2 separate regions of the Mus musculus genome follow, and region 2 is linked to region 1. A link is a contact called in public Hi-C data. All regions are on one chromosome and are shown on one strand. Each heading gives the region's core, a stretch centred on a gene start, on an enhancer-like site or on the middle of the called end of the contact. The rest is flanking DNA. Distances are from core to core; before and after follow the strand shown.

What was found. A called contact is a pair of places that touch in the nucleus more often than the background predicts.
Region 2: a Hi-C map of embryonic stem cells shows a contact between it and region 1, with 2.3 times the contacts expected there. The contact joins the promoter of 1700017J07Rik here to the enhancer-like site in region 1. A contact is called at or near these places in 6 of 39 promoter capture datasets (the C10 cell line, cranial neural crest, embryonic stem cells and 3 more), 1 of 15 datasets of contacts at CTCF or cohesin (embryonic stem cells), 18 of 484 Hi-C or Micro-C datasets (embryonic stem cells, induced pluripotent stem cells and undifferentiated spermatogonia) and 9 of 115 datasets of contacts at active chromatin or transcription factors (all in embryonic stem cells).

The regions. Positions count from the first base shown.
Region 1 is chr2:168,933,235-168,936,871 of GRCm38.p6, reverse strand. It overlaps Zfp64 (zinc finger protein 64), which reads left to right. Exons shown (of 6, transcript NM_009564.2): 5 at 1,410-1,661. Among named protein-coding and RNA genes, the nearest start is that of Zfp64, 21 kb to the left of the region's middle. Within about 2 kb of position 1,556, at least 13 of the 459 cell types and tissues checked have an H3K27ac peak or open chromatin away from gene starts, as enhancers often do. A contact at or near this core is called in embryonic stem cells, where this site is marked.
Region 2 is chr2:168,976,434-168,980,070 of GRCm38.p6, reverse strand. 1700017J07Rik (RIKEN cDNA 1700017J07 gene) reads right to left here and starts at 1,802. Exons shown (of 2, transcript NR_040326.1): 1 at 1,511-1,802; 2 at 1,165-1,344.

The DNA of each region.
Region 1 (3,637 bases), core at 307-2,806:
TGGGACTCGATGGTCCACGCCTGAATTCCCAACGCCCTGGAGATAGATTCGGGACTGTCAGAAGTTCAGTGTCATTTTTGGATTCTTAGCAAATTCAGAGCCAACCTGAGACTTTGTCTCAAAAAAATAAAAAGACATAAGCTGGCAAAGTTTTTTGTACTAAATGAAAAATAAGCCCATATACAAAAGTTAATTAATTAAAAAGAGGTGGGACTGTAACCCAGTTATAGAACACTTGGCTAGCAATCCCAAGACCCTAGCTCATTCCCTAACAACACACACACCTACTGCACTGGGCTGGTGAGATGGCTTAGTGGGGCTTCCTGACAAGTCTGAAGACATGAGTTCGATTACAAGATCCACACTGGTAAGGGGAAAAGAACCAAGTTCTGCGAGTTGCCCTCTGACCTCCACACATGCCCTGGTCACACACACACACACACACACACACACACTAAATAGGGACGATACAGATCATAGCCATTGCTCAAGCAAGGGTCAATGTGTTAGATTAAGCTGCTGTAACAGAGAAACCTAAACAGCACCTAGACAAGATGGCTGTTTGTCTGTCCTTCACATAACTGCACGGAGCGATCAGGCAGTTGAGGAAGGCAGGCCACTGTGGCTCAGATCTGGGAAAAGCGAATGGATATAAAAGATGGCTGTTTCCCATTGCATTAACGTCCTTCAGTGTGTGTGTTTGTGTATGGCAAAAAAAAAATAGTACTTTAGGATGGGAAAGAATTAAATATCAAAATATGCAGTTAAAAACTGTCAGGTATGGTGGATGCACACATTTAATCCCAGCACTTGGGAAGGCAAGTCTCTGTGAGTTCAGGCCAGCCTGGTCTACATGGTGAGATCCTGTCTGAAAATGGGAAAAAGGGGGGGCGGGGAATAATATGATAACCAAAGTTAGGAAGATGATAAACGTTGAGCTAGGTGGACAGAACATTTATACCAGACCCTGTAAGGCTTAGGGAACATCGAGTATCGGGGGCAGAAATACCATCCACGCCAGAAGAGGAGCAGAAAGCTGCTTTGTTTTAAAGCCTGGGTAGCGAGGCACGCCTGTAATACCAGAACTCTGGACTCGAAGGCAGGGAAACTAAAGCCAGCCTGGATTACATAACAAGTTTGAGACGTCTGGAAACAACAAAATATTTTTGCTTATTTATTTAGTTGCTGTGTGCTTTTAATTAATAAGGAATTCATACTCATCTTAGGGGGGGAAGCTTGAAAATTCTAATAAGCAATGCAGCGTAGCCACCACCCTTGCCCCGTGCCTGTGAGGTCTCTAAGCAACCTCACAGCCTGCGGGTTAGTCCCCTTCTAAGGTTGGGAAGCAAATATTAACCTTTCGGTCTTGCTTCCCCGCCGCTGCCCGCGGCTCGCGCGTGCACCGGAAGGTGACAAACCCCACAAGTGTGAGGTGTGCGGGAAGTGCTTCAGCCGGAAGGACAAGCTGAAGACGCACATGCGCTGCCACACGGGCGTCAAGCCCTACAAGTGCAAGACGTGCGACTACGCGGCGGCGGACAGCAGCAGCCTTAACAAGCACCTGCGCATCCACTCGGACGAGCGACCCTTCAAGTGCCAGATCTGTCCCTACGCCAGTCGCAACTCCAGCCAGCTCACCGTGCACCTGCGCTCGCACACGGGTAAGCAGCGGTGCGCTTCCAGCGGGCTCCTGCCTGCCAGGGGGCAGAGGGGGAAGGAGCTGGGGCTGGGGCTGGGGCCTGGTGGGCAGAGCACTTACCCAGCATGCACCGGGCCGCATCCTCAGCACCTTTAAAGGCACACCGCCTGTAACCGTAACACTGGAGAAGTGGAGGCAAGAGGATCGGGGGTTTTAGGCCGATCTGCACTATATGAATACCTGGTCTCCTTTTGGAAAATATGATTTTTATAATTATTATTTTTAATTCACAGCCTGGAGGTGTGACTGCCTTGGCAGTACAAAGCCCTGGGTGCCATCCCTAGTTACCACATAAACCAGGCGTGGCCAACCTGGGCTGTAAGAAAACCCTGTCTCTATAAACTACATTTTTAAAAATCACTGTTACTGTTGTTACCATTTTTAATTCAGGGGCTGGGGATGTGACTCCGTTGGTGGAACACTTGTGTGAAGCCCCGAGTTCAGTCCCCAACACCACATAAGCCAGGCATGGTGGAAGGAGCCTCCCTACTCAAAAGGCGAGGGCAGGAAGATCAGGAGTTCAAGGCTTTCCCTTGGCTGCATACAGAGCACAAGGTCAGCCCAGGCTCCGTGAGACCCTGTCTCAAAGAAACAATTTAAAAGGAGCTACGGTGGTCGCCCATCCTCTTCCCTACCACACCGTCCCAGTAACGGCGGAGCCGTTGTCGAGTTGATAGTTTTCTGTGTGTTTTTATGTAATTGTATAGTGTGGGGTTGAGGGACTATATATAGTCTGTGGAATAGATGCAAACAATGTGCTGTTAATTCATAGTCGTCTGCCTTGCAGTCCGTCAGTTCAGGCATTTTTAGATGATGCGCTCAGGGGTTAAGAGCACTGACTGCTCTTCTGAAGGTCCTGAGTTCAAATCCCAGCAACCACATGGTGGCTCACAACCATCCATAATGAAATCTGATGCCCTCTTCTGGGTGTCTGAAGACAGCTAAAATGTACTTAGATATAATAATAAAGAAGTCTTTAAAAAAAAAAAAAAGAATAGTTAGTGCACCTGGATCGCAAAGCATACAACGAGGGCTGAGGACGGACGTCACTCCGTGGTGACACTTGCCTGCCTGTGAGAGACCCCGGGCTGTGTAGACTCAGCTCTGCAAAACACAAACACACACACACAGCAAAGCCAGTAGAGCCAGAGGCTCTGATTACATAGTAGTGCTTCTTTTGGCTTATGTATCAGTAAGGTAAGCTAATGAGACAGCGGGCCCTCCTCACAACCATGTCTGGATGGTGGGTCGCAGCAGATATCACTTACCTGCCTCAGGGTAGCAGGAGTTGCTATTGATGTTGACTCAGATTAGCCACACAGGTAAGAAGGCTGGCACGTCTGCCTGTCTCTGCTGGGGGCAGCTGGATTGTGGGCTGGGCAGGTGTGTGCTGGTCTCAGCTGGGGTGACCAGGCAGTGGCTGGCCCAGGCTTGGCTTCATCATCATCACCATCACTATCACCATCATCACCACCACAGAGGAACAAGCAAGCAAGCCCAGTGGGGAAGCCCAATGAATCTTGTGGTTGTATGTGTTCACAAGCAATACAGTGGGCCTAAAGCAGGACACAGGGGTCAGGGACGGGATTGAGCTTAGCCATGGGCCAGGCCACCATCAGATTACATGCCAAAGGCCAGGCCTCCATCAGATTACATGGCAAAGGCCAGGCGCATGAGAGGGGTTTGGAGCCATTCATGCGAACAGTCACGGTCACCTTTGTCCCCACCACCAGGCTCAGCTCTGACATCTATTACATCTTCAGGACCCCCATAAATCTCAGGCAGCCACAGGATCAGGCCAAGAGATGGAGACTGACCGAGCTTCTCGGGTCAGAAAAGGATAAGGAGTCTCATTCTGATACGCCATGACACATGGTGTCACATGACAATGAGCCCCGGCATTGACAGAAATCCTGTTCTTAGGAAAGGGGGGATGAG
Region 2 (3,637 bases), core at 553-3,052, 43 kb before region 1:
GCCTGAGTTTAATCTGCCTCCCAAATTCTGGGATTAAAGGCATGAGCCACCATTGCCCGGCTTTTTTTTTTTTTTTTTTTTTTTTTTTTTTAAGGAGTGTGCGCGCGCACATGTGTGTGAGCGTGCGCGTGCTGGTGCAGTTACCGACAGAGGCCAGAAGAGGGCAGTGGATTCCTTCCGCTGGAGCTGAAGTTACAGGGCGCAGTGTGCTGTCTGTCACAGGAACTGAGACCCAAGCTCAGACCCTCAGAAAGAACAGTCCACCCTCTTCATCAGTGAGCCATCTCTCCAACCCCCAATTCTTTATTTTTATTTTTTTTTCTTTATTTTTAATTTGAAATGTTTGTGTTGGGGCTGGAGAAATGGTTCCGCAGTTAAGAGCACTGGTTGTCCCTGCAGAAGACCCAGATTCAATTCCCAGAACCCACGCGGCAGCTCACAGCCATCCATAACTTCAGTTCCAGGGAACTTGAAGCCCTCTTCTGGCCTCTGAAGGCATTAGTGTAGTGGACAGCCCCTTGCAGGCAAAATTCCCATACACATAAAAAGAAGTAAATTCATTTAAATGTTTGTGCCGGGATGCTTTAGGAAACCTCTCAAACCTTTTTTCCTTTTGAGACTCATGTAGCCCAGGCTACCCTCTAGCTCTCTGTGTAGCTGGAGATGACTTTGAACTCCTGATCCCCCTATCTCTACACCTCAGGTACTTGGATTAGAGGCCTGTGACATCACACCAGGCTTATGTGATACTGGAAAACTGAACTCAGGGACTCTACTAACTGAGCTACATCTGCAACTCTTGCTTCGAACCTGCACTTTTCCTACTTTGTTTATGGTGTGCATCAGTATTTTTAAACTACTCACCCGAACCAAAGAAATGGCTCAGCTGGTAAACATGCCTGCTGCTCAAACCTGGTGACCTGGTTCAAATCCCGGATTCCACAGTGGACGAAAAGAACTGATTCCCGAAACTTGTCACCACCTGCCTTCCACATCCCTGTTTTCACACACATGGGATTGCATGCACACATAACAGTAGTAGTTAACAATAATAAAATTACCCCCGTTCTATAGTGAGACACTGACTTTATAAGTAACCAAGATTTCTTACACATAGATATGAGCATATCAAATTATAATAGTAACAAGCTATAGAGAACCATCTGGAGGGAACGGCTAATATGTTTTATTCGGGTTGTAGCACCAAGAAATGGGGTGTTTGGCTTGCACTCATTCTGGCAGATTCACCATTATTCTGACACAGACCTTTATATCCTTGGCTCTGAACTGGAAGCGCATCGAGCATCCGACGAGGGCAGTAGGATCTCATGGTAACTAAAGCATCTGTAGATGAATTTGAGCATTGTTTGCTGAGTAGCATGGTAAATTCGTGGAATGTACAACACACACCATGTGCATACATCATACATGTATATTTAAAACTTAGAAAATAGATAAGGAAAAGCAGCAGATAACTTAGCCACAGTTGCAGCCCCCAGAACCTACGAACCTGAATTGCTTACTGAGGTGTGAGGTCTCCCGAGGACGTGAGGTCTATGGCTAACTGTACCATGGGGTTGAAATCAGAACTTGTAGTGAATGCGTGGCTTTTAGAAGTCACTCACAGGCCGGCTACCAAACTGCTGACAGTGCCTGAGTGTTCAGCCCTGAATGTGACCTCAGCTCCACCAGGCTTCCCTCTCCAAGGTTTAGACAGCACAGCAGCAAAGCAATGGAAAGAACGTCCTTGGAGCCGGAGGTAGAGTAAGACTGCTAAATGCTGCCTCAGGACTGCATGTGCCCTAGGGAACTCAGTTACCATGGTTTCTGTCACAAGACCTAAATAGCATTCCAGAACCGGAAGGAAGGGGCTCACGGGGCTCCGCCTCCCGCTGAGGGGTTGGCGTTGGTGGGCGCTAAGAAAGCTTGAGATGGATTTCTTCAGGGTGTGGCCAGTGCCAGGGTGAGCATGCCTAGTGAATGGCCCCATACCCAATCATGCGCTTACAGCCAGCACTGACTAGACTCAGTTGTTGGGAACAAAATAAAGAATGGGGCCCTGGGGAAGAAGGGAAGGAAAAATATGCCCAATGCCCCGGCAGAGTTTCCCTATTCTCTGGTCAGTCAGGTGTGAGAGGGCTGCTACCTACCCTATCCACTCATCCCTGGGTGGGCATTCCTCTATCTCACTCTTGAAGGGGTGGCCAAGGGGCAGCCCTGCCTGGGGACACCCCCCCCCCCAGCTAATTTGCTAAAGCCACCAGGGTTGTGGAAGAGAGGGAATGGGGGAAGAAGTTCCCAACACTGACCAGAGGGCGCAGAGGAACTTGAAGGGCAGAGACACTCCATGGTTTAAGAGCTTAATTATAGAAATGCAGGGGAAAGAGAGAAGGGGAGAGACAGAGACAGAGAGAGAGAGAGGCTCAGAGAGAAAGAGAAAGGAGAGAAGAGAGGACAAAGAGAAGGGAAGAGGAGAGAGAAGTGAGAGGTAGAGGACAAAGGAGTAAGAGAGCGAGGTGGGGGCTGAGCACCCCTTTTTATGGTCTTCACTGTTGCTAGGTAACTGGGGAGGAGTTTAGCCTGAAGGTCAGAAGCTTGGGACATTGCTTACATGACTACTGACCATGCTTCTCTTGTGGGGGCTGTGGGAGGTGGTACCTTAGGCAGTGCCTGGAGTTCCAAGAACATGAGGGAACGCCTACCGTGTCATGTAGGTAAATTATGACCATCGGGTTCAAACCTCAGCTCGACTGGAGACCAGCCTGCAATTCCCCACACTGAGTCACAAAGGAGGAGGGCAAGAAAGGGAGGGAGGGAGGGAGGGAGGGAGGGAGGGAGGGAGGGAGGGAGGGAAGGAGGGAGGGAAGGAAGTTAGAGGGGGTGGGATGAATATGATTAAAATATACTATATACATATATGAAAAGTTCAAAAAATGAATAAAGATGGGTTTTTTTATGTTCAGCCTTGGGGCTTTAGAAGTGGCTCAGCAGTTAAGAGCACTTGTCACTCTTTCAGAGGACCCAGGTTCAGTTCCCAGCATCCACGGGGAGTTCAGAACTTCCTGTAACTCCAGTTCTAAGGGATGGATGTTCTCTTCTGGTCTCCCAGAGTACTGCGTGCACATGGTATGCACATGCATGCACATAAGCAAATCATACACATAAATAAATCTAAAACTAAATAAATAGCCTTGGAGCTGCAGAGATCACTTGGTAAATGCTCGCCACGGAAGGACAAGGTCTGAGCCTGAGCCTCAAGACCTATGTATGTAAAGAACAAAGTGCAGTGACCAGGGCTAATAATGTCATCACTGGGGAGGTGGGGACAGGAGGATCTCCAAGGCTTGCTGGCTGACCAGCTTAATGGATCAGTGAACGCTGTCTAGGAAGAAACTCTGTCTCAAAAACCAAGATGGGACACTATCAAAAGAACCCCTGAGGTTGACCTCTGGCCAGTACACACACACACACACACACACACACACATGCAAACACACACACACACACATGCAAACACACACACACGCACACACACACACACACACACACACGCAAACACACACACACACACACGCAGAGACACACATACACCTATGTGGAAATAAATAATAAAGGTTCAGCCCTGACTGAGGAAGGC